Linked DNA regions of Oryza sativa: region 1 is linked to region 2. A link is a contact called in public HiCAR-type data. All regions are on one chromosome and are shown on one strand. Each heading gives the region's core, a stretch centred on a gene start, on an enhancer-like site or on the middle of the called end of the contact. The rest is flanking DNA. Distances are from core to core; before and after follow the strand shown. Region 1 has its middle 27 kb from the start of LOC136354595. Region 2 has its middle 22 kb from the start of LOC4352399.

The links. HiCAR-type assays count read pairs that join an accessible place to other places.
Region 1: a HiCAR-type map of leaf shows a contact between it and region 2, with 5 times the contacts expected there. The contact joins two enhancer-like sites. A contact is called at or near these places in 1 of 15 Hi-C or Micro-C datasets (leaf) and 1 of 4 datasets of contacts at active chromatin or transcription factors (leaf).

What each region holds. Positions count from the first base shown.
Region 1 is chr12:21,744,577-21,749,368 of ASM3414082v1, forward strand. No RefSeq gene overlaps it. Among protein-coding and RNA genes, the nearest start is that of LOC136354595, 27 kb to the left of the region's middle. Within about 2 kb of position 2,700, at least 13 of the 15 cell types and tissues checked have open chromatin away from gene starts, as enhancers often do. A contact at or near this core is called in leaf, where this site is marked.
Region 2 is chr12:21,591,136-21,595,413 of ASM3414082v1, forward strand. No RefSeq gene overlaps it. Among protein-coding and RNA genes, the nearest start is that of LOC4352399, 22 kb to the left of the region's middle. Within about 2 kb of position 2,591, at least 14 of the 15 cell types and tissues checked have open chromatin away from gene starts, as enhancers often do. A contact at or near this core is called in leaf, where this site is marked.

The DNA of each region.
Region 1 (4,792 bases), core at 1,450-3,949, 150 kb after region 2:
ACACTGAGATTCAGGTTGGCCTCGGAGGTATCAGGATTTGCCATTTCACCATCACCACCCTTACTAGTAGCCCTTCTTGATGATCGGTCCGTACATACAAGGCTTCTTCATCTTCTTCATTTGTTTCCTCATTTTCTAATTCGACATCAGTTGTGGGTGGCGGTTGCTCGTCGGGTTGATCGTAGTCTTCTTCATCAACGATATTCTCCATTCCAACAATATTTAGCTTGCCTACGAATACAACATGATGTGGTCTGGCAGATTTCGCAAGTGATGGGTCCTTGACATATAATATCTGCTTAAAGGATTTCGCGAGCATGAACGGCTCATCTTTGTAGCCAACATCATTCAGGTCAACGATGATCATCCCGTGCTTATCAACCTTCAACCCTCTTGGAATTCTTACCCACTTGCATCGGAGTAGAGGGACTTTGAGGACTCTGTAATCTAGCTCCCAAATTGACTCTATGAAACCGTAATAAGTCTGCTTCTTGCCATCATCATCATAGGTGTCAATGCTACGCCACTGTTTTGATTTGTACTTTTGTTGTCCTGGGCCTTGGTGTCGTAAAAAGTATACCCGTTCATGTCAGCCTTGGTACGTGTGGATTATGTTGGATGGCCCCCGAGATAAAGAGAACAGTTGGTCACTATCGATGTCTGCAGTTGTCAGGTACTCCATCAACCATTTCCCAAATTGAAGTTTATGCTTCTTCACAAGCCATGCCTCGGATTCCTAGGATTGTCTCTGCAGATTTCATCCAAGTGCATGTCCACGTATGGAGCCACCAAAGCCGATTGCCGTAACACTGCAAAATGGGCTTGTCTTATGTTTTGTCGATTGGGGTTGACAATTCTCTTGTGGCCTAATGTTCTTTTTCCAAACATCCTACCCTAGTGACGGTGCACAATTACACCAATAGGTTGCAGATCCATGTAATCTATACATAATTCAACCATAACCATTGACGATGCTGTTTTTTTAAAATATCTATTACCTCATACTTTCATGGCTGATATTTTGATTTTAAAATTTGGGAAATTTGGGATTTTTGGTCCACTGGCAGGACATCTTTCACCCCGATATTTATTTTTAATATAGAAAAAGTATTCTACTTTAGGTAAAAACGTTAAATTTTCAATTTTTTCCAGCCAAAATATTCTGAAATTTCTCCAATTGGAATCAATCTTCCACACCCACCGTCCTCCCCTCTTAAGCTTTTCGTAATATAGAACCCAACCTACCGTGCAAGTCAAACTGAAGTGCTTGGTTTTGCATACAAGTTACAGGAATTCAAGGTAATGCATCCATATGTCAGATTTTTTTTGAAGGCTTGGAGGGAAAACACTAATATTTTTTAAATTGTGCCAAAAGGAAATAATTGTCAACAACCCAGCAACTTGGTCAAAGGTATGTGCATTGAACTATTGGGTGTTGAATATATAGTTGATATCATGGAGTTTTGGGTGCACATTGAACTCAGCTACAGAACTTAAATACCTGCACTGGTATCAGATTTCGCATTTATATATGATATCATTTAGCCCATCTTGGTCTATAAAAGATAGAGATGATCAGTGATCCCAAACATGCGTGCGGATAAAGAGAAATGAAGAGTTTTAGTGAGCATTGGCCCGGTCTCCAAATGGTTTGCTACGCTCGGCCTGGGATGCATCGGAAGCTCAAGTGTTACAACAGCTCACTTGTTAACTTGAAGGATTGTGTACCGATGAGTTTCTTTTTCTGTTCTGTACTCAAGAATTTCATTTTGTTTAGTGGCAACCATCATTCGACCCTAGCAGCCAGTCAACTCACATAGGCTGTAACGTTCACCATTATTGCTATATGGCTGTCGATGAACTTCCAATAGATCAAGAACATGCTGAAGAATGATCCAACAGTTTGCCACAGATTGACCTTTATTTTGATATTTTCAGATTAGACAACAGATTCTGATCTTAGATTTTTTTTTTTATCAAAATCTAGGCATCCTCAACATCTGTTGAGTGAAATGATAAAATGAAGAGCAGTGGCAGCGAGCAGCCTGCTAGCTGCACGTCCAACTGAGCTGCTAGTCCGTCCATCCACCGGCGAGGCAGTGACCTTCACCACAAGCTTCGTCCACACCATCCAAAAACATGTTGCCAGAGCCGGCAAAATCCCTCTCTGATGGCCACTGCTACAAAACACAGGCAGATGAATAGGTTTTGAGAGGCCATCGTAATAATCCAGTTTGATCACAACAAAATCTATCCTATCATGCCCAAAACATAACTGCGTACGTCGATTAGTTTATATTTATTATCTACAACAGATGGCTCTTTGGAGTTTATAATCTGCTGTTTGATTTTGAACATACACTCAGATAGAAATTTGGTACCAAATTAAGTTTTGAAATAACTGTTTAGAGTCGCTACCTAGTAGTAATCACCAAAAAGGCTTGGGCATACCATGAAGCTCTCTCTCTTGCAAATTCAGACTTCAGAAATTACCCTTGACTAGTAAGGTGAAAGAATTTCTTGCACTACAAATTCTGGATAATATTTTGCTTCCGTAATTATTACTACTTACAATTAATAATTAGAAATAACATTAATGGGTCTTTAACATACTGTGAAGACAACCAGGAGCGGACCCAAGTCTCGAGCCACCTGGGCCGTGGCCCGAGGCCTAGTACTGGAGGCCCAAGGGGATAGTTTATTTTCCACCATGTATTAATCATGTTGGGCCATATTCTCCATGGGCTGGCCTGAGCCTTGGGCCAGTCTTGGGTCCGTCCCTAAAGACGATGATATAGTTAATGAGCCATCGATATTTGTTTGTCTTAACTTTTTAAGTGAACTAAAACTATCCGAGTAATTAAGCACTGAAATATCTTCAGGACAAAACCATTGGCCCATATATACAGGTGGTAGGTGGCTGCTACTTCTGCATTCCACTGTAGTGACCGATAAAATGATGTATAAATAAAACAAATCAGATGAAAGATCAAAGAGAGATGAACTACACTGCATACATAGAGGCATACAGGGACACTGATTCAGCTTGGCCTAGGAGGTATCAGGATTTGCCATTTCACAACCACCACCCTGACCTACCCGGTCCAGACGTACGCATGCAGTTGATCAGTCACCACAGGTGCTACTGTCCTTGACCAGGGCTCAAGCTTAACCCTCCTGCAAGGCGTCCTCAAACCTCCTGTTGTGGCAATGAAAACCAAATACCGATGGTGTGTTCGACTACCACCATATTGCCATGCTGACGCCACCTCTCATGAAACCAAGCTCTGTCTAGTATTTATAATTGTGTGGCGGGTTCACCATAGCTGGCCGGGGAATCGTGTTACGCCGGTGGTCAGGCACAGGTTACCGGGGATAGGAGCAATGACTAAGTAGCCCCGTGTGGCAAATGACAGATCCGTCAGTCGGCGCCGTTGTTGAGGTGAAGTTCAGAAGTTGTAGAAAATTGAGTAAGGTGGTAATATTTTGTACAGTGGCAACCATCATTCGACCCTAGTAGCCAGTCAACTCACACGAGCCGTAACATTTACCATTATTGCTCTATGGCTGTAGATGAACTTCCATTAGATCAAGAACATGCTGAAGAATGATCCAACAGTTTGCCACGAATCGACTTTCATTTCAATATTTCCAGATTAGACAGCACATTCTGATCTTAGATAAATTTTTTTTATCAAAATCTAGGCATGCGCAACATCTGTTGTGTGAATGATAAAATGAAGAGCAGTGGCAGTCAACAGCCTTTGCTAGCTACACGTCCAACTGAGCTGCTGATCCCTCACCAAAAGATTTGTCCACACAATCCAAAAACATATTGCCGGCGCCAGCAAGTCCCCTCTCTGATGGTCACTGGTACATAACACAGGCAAATGAATATGTTTGGCGACGCCACCGTAATACTCAAGTTTGATCCTAACGACATCTATCCGAACCTATCATGACCAAAACATAATTGTGTACATCGATTAGTTTATATTTATCCTATCTTTCTATAAAGTTAAGGCCCACTACATCGTAAAGCTCAACATACAAAGATGCCACATCATCCACTAACATTTACTATATCTCAAATCTCATGCAAGCATGCTAATTTATTAAGTTTTAGAGTTTTAAAATGCAAGCATTAATTAAATTATCATCCCACGTAATCTATCTATCTATTATATACTAAAAGTCCATTAAACTTCCTACAAACGCTCTCAAGTTACCACATGACACTCTAATAAATTAGAGAAAATCCTGTAAATTCTAAGAAAAAAGCAAAACATCTACCTCTTGATTTTCACTTAAATTGGTGGGTCCAATATTATACACCGTTAGATAAAATTGATCCTAAAATAAACCAAATACTATGGGTCCCACCTAACTCACGTACGTACATGGGTATGCAGTACGTACGCCTCCTTCCAATTATTTTCGTATGTAGTATGTACGCCTCCCTCCAATTATTTCTTCCTTTTTCTCTCTTCTTTTTTCCATTTATATAATTGATATATATATTTTAAATAAACATAATTTACAAACAAAGAATATACCATCATATAATTCTTTATAAACACAGTTAACTAAATTAGCTCTACAATCTTTGAAAATAAAATTTACACCATTATATGTTTACCCATTAAATCAATATAATTTCCAATTAAACCAGTGTACTCATTATTATTTGTACTATTTTTTTCAAATAATACACTATTTTAAAATAAAGTTTACACAATTATAATGTGTACTTATCAAATAAATAATTTAAGATCTATATTAACTAATTATA
Region 2 (4,278 bases), core at 1,341-3,840:
AGCCATCCTCTTGCAGTTTCTTCAGTGACGCATTGGTGGAGGTAGACTTGTCGAGATCCATGGCCACCGGAGATCGCCAGAGAAAGGACCGAGATAGGACCGAGATGAGTTGGCTAGGGTTTTTGCGGGAGTGAAGAAGACGAGGGACGCTTGGAAGCTGGAGAGTTTTTTCAACAGGCAGAACTCAAATTGGATCCCCAAAACTCCCTTAAATAGACGCACCTCCGCCGGTGCGAATTACAAGGAAAGGAGAGAGATGACCGCCGGAAATTTCTGGGTCCGTTACGCGCGGCAGTTTTTCGGACTTCAATTTAAATTCACTCATGACCGTTGAACTTCACTCGACGTTGTCGATCACTCCTTGTCTCTCGGTCCTCACACCGAGAACAACGACAATTTCGACAGCAGGGGCACTCCGGTCATTTTGAAAAAAACTCACCACTTTCAGCCCGGAAATAATAAAATAATACGTCCGGTGTCCTACAGCCAATTACATAATTTTTGTAGTGTCTATGGGCAGTGTCACGTTTTTGCGGTGTCTCTCAGCTAATTACATGATTTTTAAGTGTCTTATAGCAAATTTTTCCATAAAAATTTAATGAAGGATGAAGCAAGTTTGCTGCCTAGCTTCCATCCCACAGCTCGCTTACTTGCCCAAAAATCTAGCCAAATCGATTGCATTTTTACAACATAGCACATCGCTAGCTAGGACTCAAACGGCTGACAGAAAGAATGTAGCAAGGGCAAACATTCAAGTTACCATGAAGGTGAATCCGGCCCCGCTTAATCATGAGGAGGCAGCAACCCCATGGTGATTTGGGTTTTGGGTTGCAGAAACCCTGTCTCATTGAGCGTTTCGTCTTCACTGAAAGATCTTCATGCTCACAACGAATCCATCAGCCACGGTCCTCATGTTCCTGATAACTTCCAATCCTATGAGCTCGCTCCATGGTGAAATCATGGATTTTCGTTTCCAAGGTGCTTAGGTTCATGGCTCTATTTTAACCATGAAAACAGAAGTAGTGATGATATATCATAAAATTCATTGGCAGAGTTTGAGGTGTGTTCAAATGATATGGATGGCTATCATGAAAGTAGGTGAAAATGCCTCTTCGTTATAAATTCTGAATAATGGTTTGCTTGGATAAATATTATTGTACTACTAGTACTTAGCATATGAAGGAACATTCATGAGTCTGTCACGAACACACAAAAACCTTACACGCCAATATAATAGAAGAAAAATAGCATACATTGGTAACACGGCGATGTGGTTACGTCACTAGGAGGTGTAATATGGCTCTAAAGAGCTTTCTAAACTGAGTGCGACTCCTAAGACGAAGCTGTGAGAAGTGAAATGAAACTAAGTTAAGCTATGTGCCTAACAAAGCTTCCAACAGGATTGGCCTCAATCCATCGCCATCCTTTTTCCACAATCCGCTCCACCACCGTCGGCACCTGAAAGAACATCATCAAAGACGCAGGCGTCATTATATATATTTTTCTTCCTAACTAATATTTAACCGAGTTGACATCGGAGTAATTAAGCATTGAGGTATATACATCTCTATCCTCCCCAATCCCAGATGAAATAATGGCCCATAGCCTTATACAGGTGTCAGGTGTTGCAATCCTTTTTAGTGGCAGAGTTGAATGTGCTGGAGTATGACTTAAAGTGGTGCTTGATGTTTGCCAACCCCAAATCTATTTAAAAATTTAGATGATGGTCACGGTAATCAATGTAACGCAATTGATTTTTTTTAATAACCATTGAATTTGTTTATGTCCTATAGTTACCTATTTTGCATCTACTGTGCACCAAGAACGTTTGGAAGGTCTAGTTAGGGGGAAAAAGTAGAGTGAAACAAGGAATGCTTGCCATATCTTGTTTTGCCATAGAGTTGATTATTTGAGATTAAGGTCGGTGAACTAATTCAGTAATAATGTAATAAGAGAGAAATTAATTAAGCTAGAAATGTAGTGACAAGAGCCAACTGTCGTCATCAGCATATCAATGCCGATTTCTTAATTATCGATAAGTGAGTAGTATTATCTTATTCTCTTAATTCTGTGGTTCAAACGACAAGATCACCCTTAATTGTCCAACAGTGTGTAACAATATATTTTTTTAGCAAGGGTCGAAACCCCATTTCTTTTACTAGAAATAATCATACCAGTACAGGTTCAGCCTCAGCGGCAAGCGAAAAGTGTGTAACAATACTGTAGTACGTGCAGTAGCAATCATTTGTTATGGGCATCCATGGATTATCGATCGTAATCAGTCGGTCGATAAATCACGCAAACATTATAATTTCTCTGGTTAACTTTAAACTCTTGTATCAGAATTGTGACTTAAATACTCCATAATTAAGTAAATATGTGGAGGAACAGTACGTACAATAAGGTGTACATGGCTAATTATAAGCAGGGATACAAAGTAGTAGTACTAGTTGCAGATTAAGCAGAAATTAAAGCACATCCTGCGTGATTAATTTAACTGTGAGAAGTAGCAGAAACTCAGGTAATCAGCAAGCTGGATGGGCCGGAAGGGGATGGCCGTCGGTTTGTCGGCCCATGACGGATAAAGCCCAAACAGATTTTGGCCCGTGTTAGATGGGCCGGACCGTATGTCCGTATGGGCTGCATTTGTTGGATCGGACCTCCGCCACAGAACCAAAGACGACAGGGGAAATGGGATATCGGGTAATTCAGTCTCCTTGATGCCACGCATTTAAACTGAAAGAAAAGGTTGAGCTGATTGCAATTTCTGCTTCTTTTTTAAATGCCTTTCAGATTGGCACAAAATTTCCTCTTCTTTTGTTCAGACTGTTCAGGTCATGTATACTCGTTCAAGCAAATCTTTTTATTAGCAGCTTGTTTTTCTTTTTCTTCTTTGGAAGTTTTTATTAGCAGCTTGTTAATTCTACTGAAATGTTGTTAAAATCAAGGCTTTTATGGTGTGATATGATACCGGAATGTTTAAGACATGTGCTTTCTTTTATCCATTAGTAATTTTAGCCAGTAACATTGAGAAGATGCTAGATTGCTAGAATTTGAGGGAGGAGGTAATACTGTGACATGTTCTTTTTCAGACTTGACCACCTGAATTTGTGTTGATGTATTATAGTAATGGCTTTTAAAGATGTCAAATGGCATTGCAATCTACATGCTGGTCTGTAATGATCTTTTTTATTCTCTCTTTTATGAAAGAACTCTAGTTTGAAATGATGAACTAATAAATGAACAAGTTGAGTTTGTGAAAGTTCATGTCAGTTATGTCAAACTCAACTGTAGGTGCTTTTCAAATTGCAGGGAATTCTCTCTGCCATAGAGCACAAGACTATGAGATTGACTAATTGAGTTCTCCATGGAAGCCACTACAACAATCCAGCTACTCCTTCCGTCCCAAAAAAAAAAAATTTAAGGCTGGATGTGACGCATTCTAGTACAACGAATCTAGACAGAGATATGTCCAGATTTATAGTATTAGGATGTGTCACATCCAGTACTAGGTTAGTTTTTCGTGGGATGGAGGGAATATCTGATTCAGAAGTACTGCAACTCGATTGATGACTAGAAGAATTTATTAAGCACGCAGTTGTAATGAGTACACATTGAACTCTACCCATCTCGAATAACTGGAGGAAACCAAATTGTACATTCATGTATTTTTTTTATAAAGGAAGCTTTTATTAATCTCAGACGATTACATTAAGATGATAGAACCATACTAAGAAAACTCCCGGCCTCTGCATAACTAGGATGCACACAACCAATGTACATTCATGTATTATATGCTACTACCCTTGTTGCTCCTTAAAAGATGAGATGAGCCTTGAGAGTTGGGAGAGCCCAACTGCCGCAAGATTTATCACCAAGCCGGTGAAGGAAAAGAACTCTAGCCAAATCTATTAACAAGCTTGTTGTTACAGGATGACAGAGAGAAATGATGATATGTAGAGAGTTGATTGGTATGGCATGCCGGAATGGGATGCACCGGAAGCTCATGAGTGACATGAGGGGATGGTTCAGCCATAGTTCAAGGGTATTCATCCAAATACCCATAACATTTTCACTGAAATGTAGATCATATTACATAGGAGTAGTGAGTACTAGAAGCAGTTGTTGGTGGGCACAACATCTGTATAAAGTAGGTCCTGAGCTCAAGTCCTACCTTCAGTATTCCTCTTTTAAAGAGATTAATTTTACATAGATCAAACATAAACTAAAAGCACATCCTGCGTAATCATATTTGTGCCTAAAGTTTCAAGAATAAAC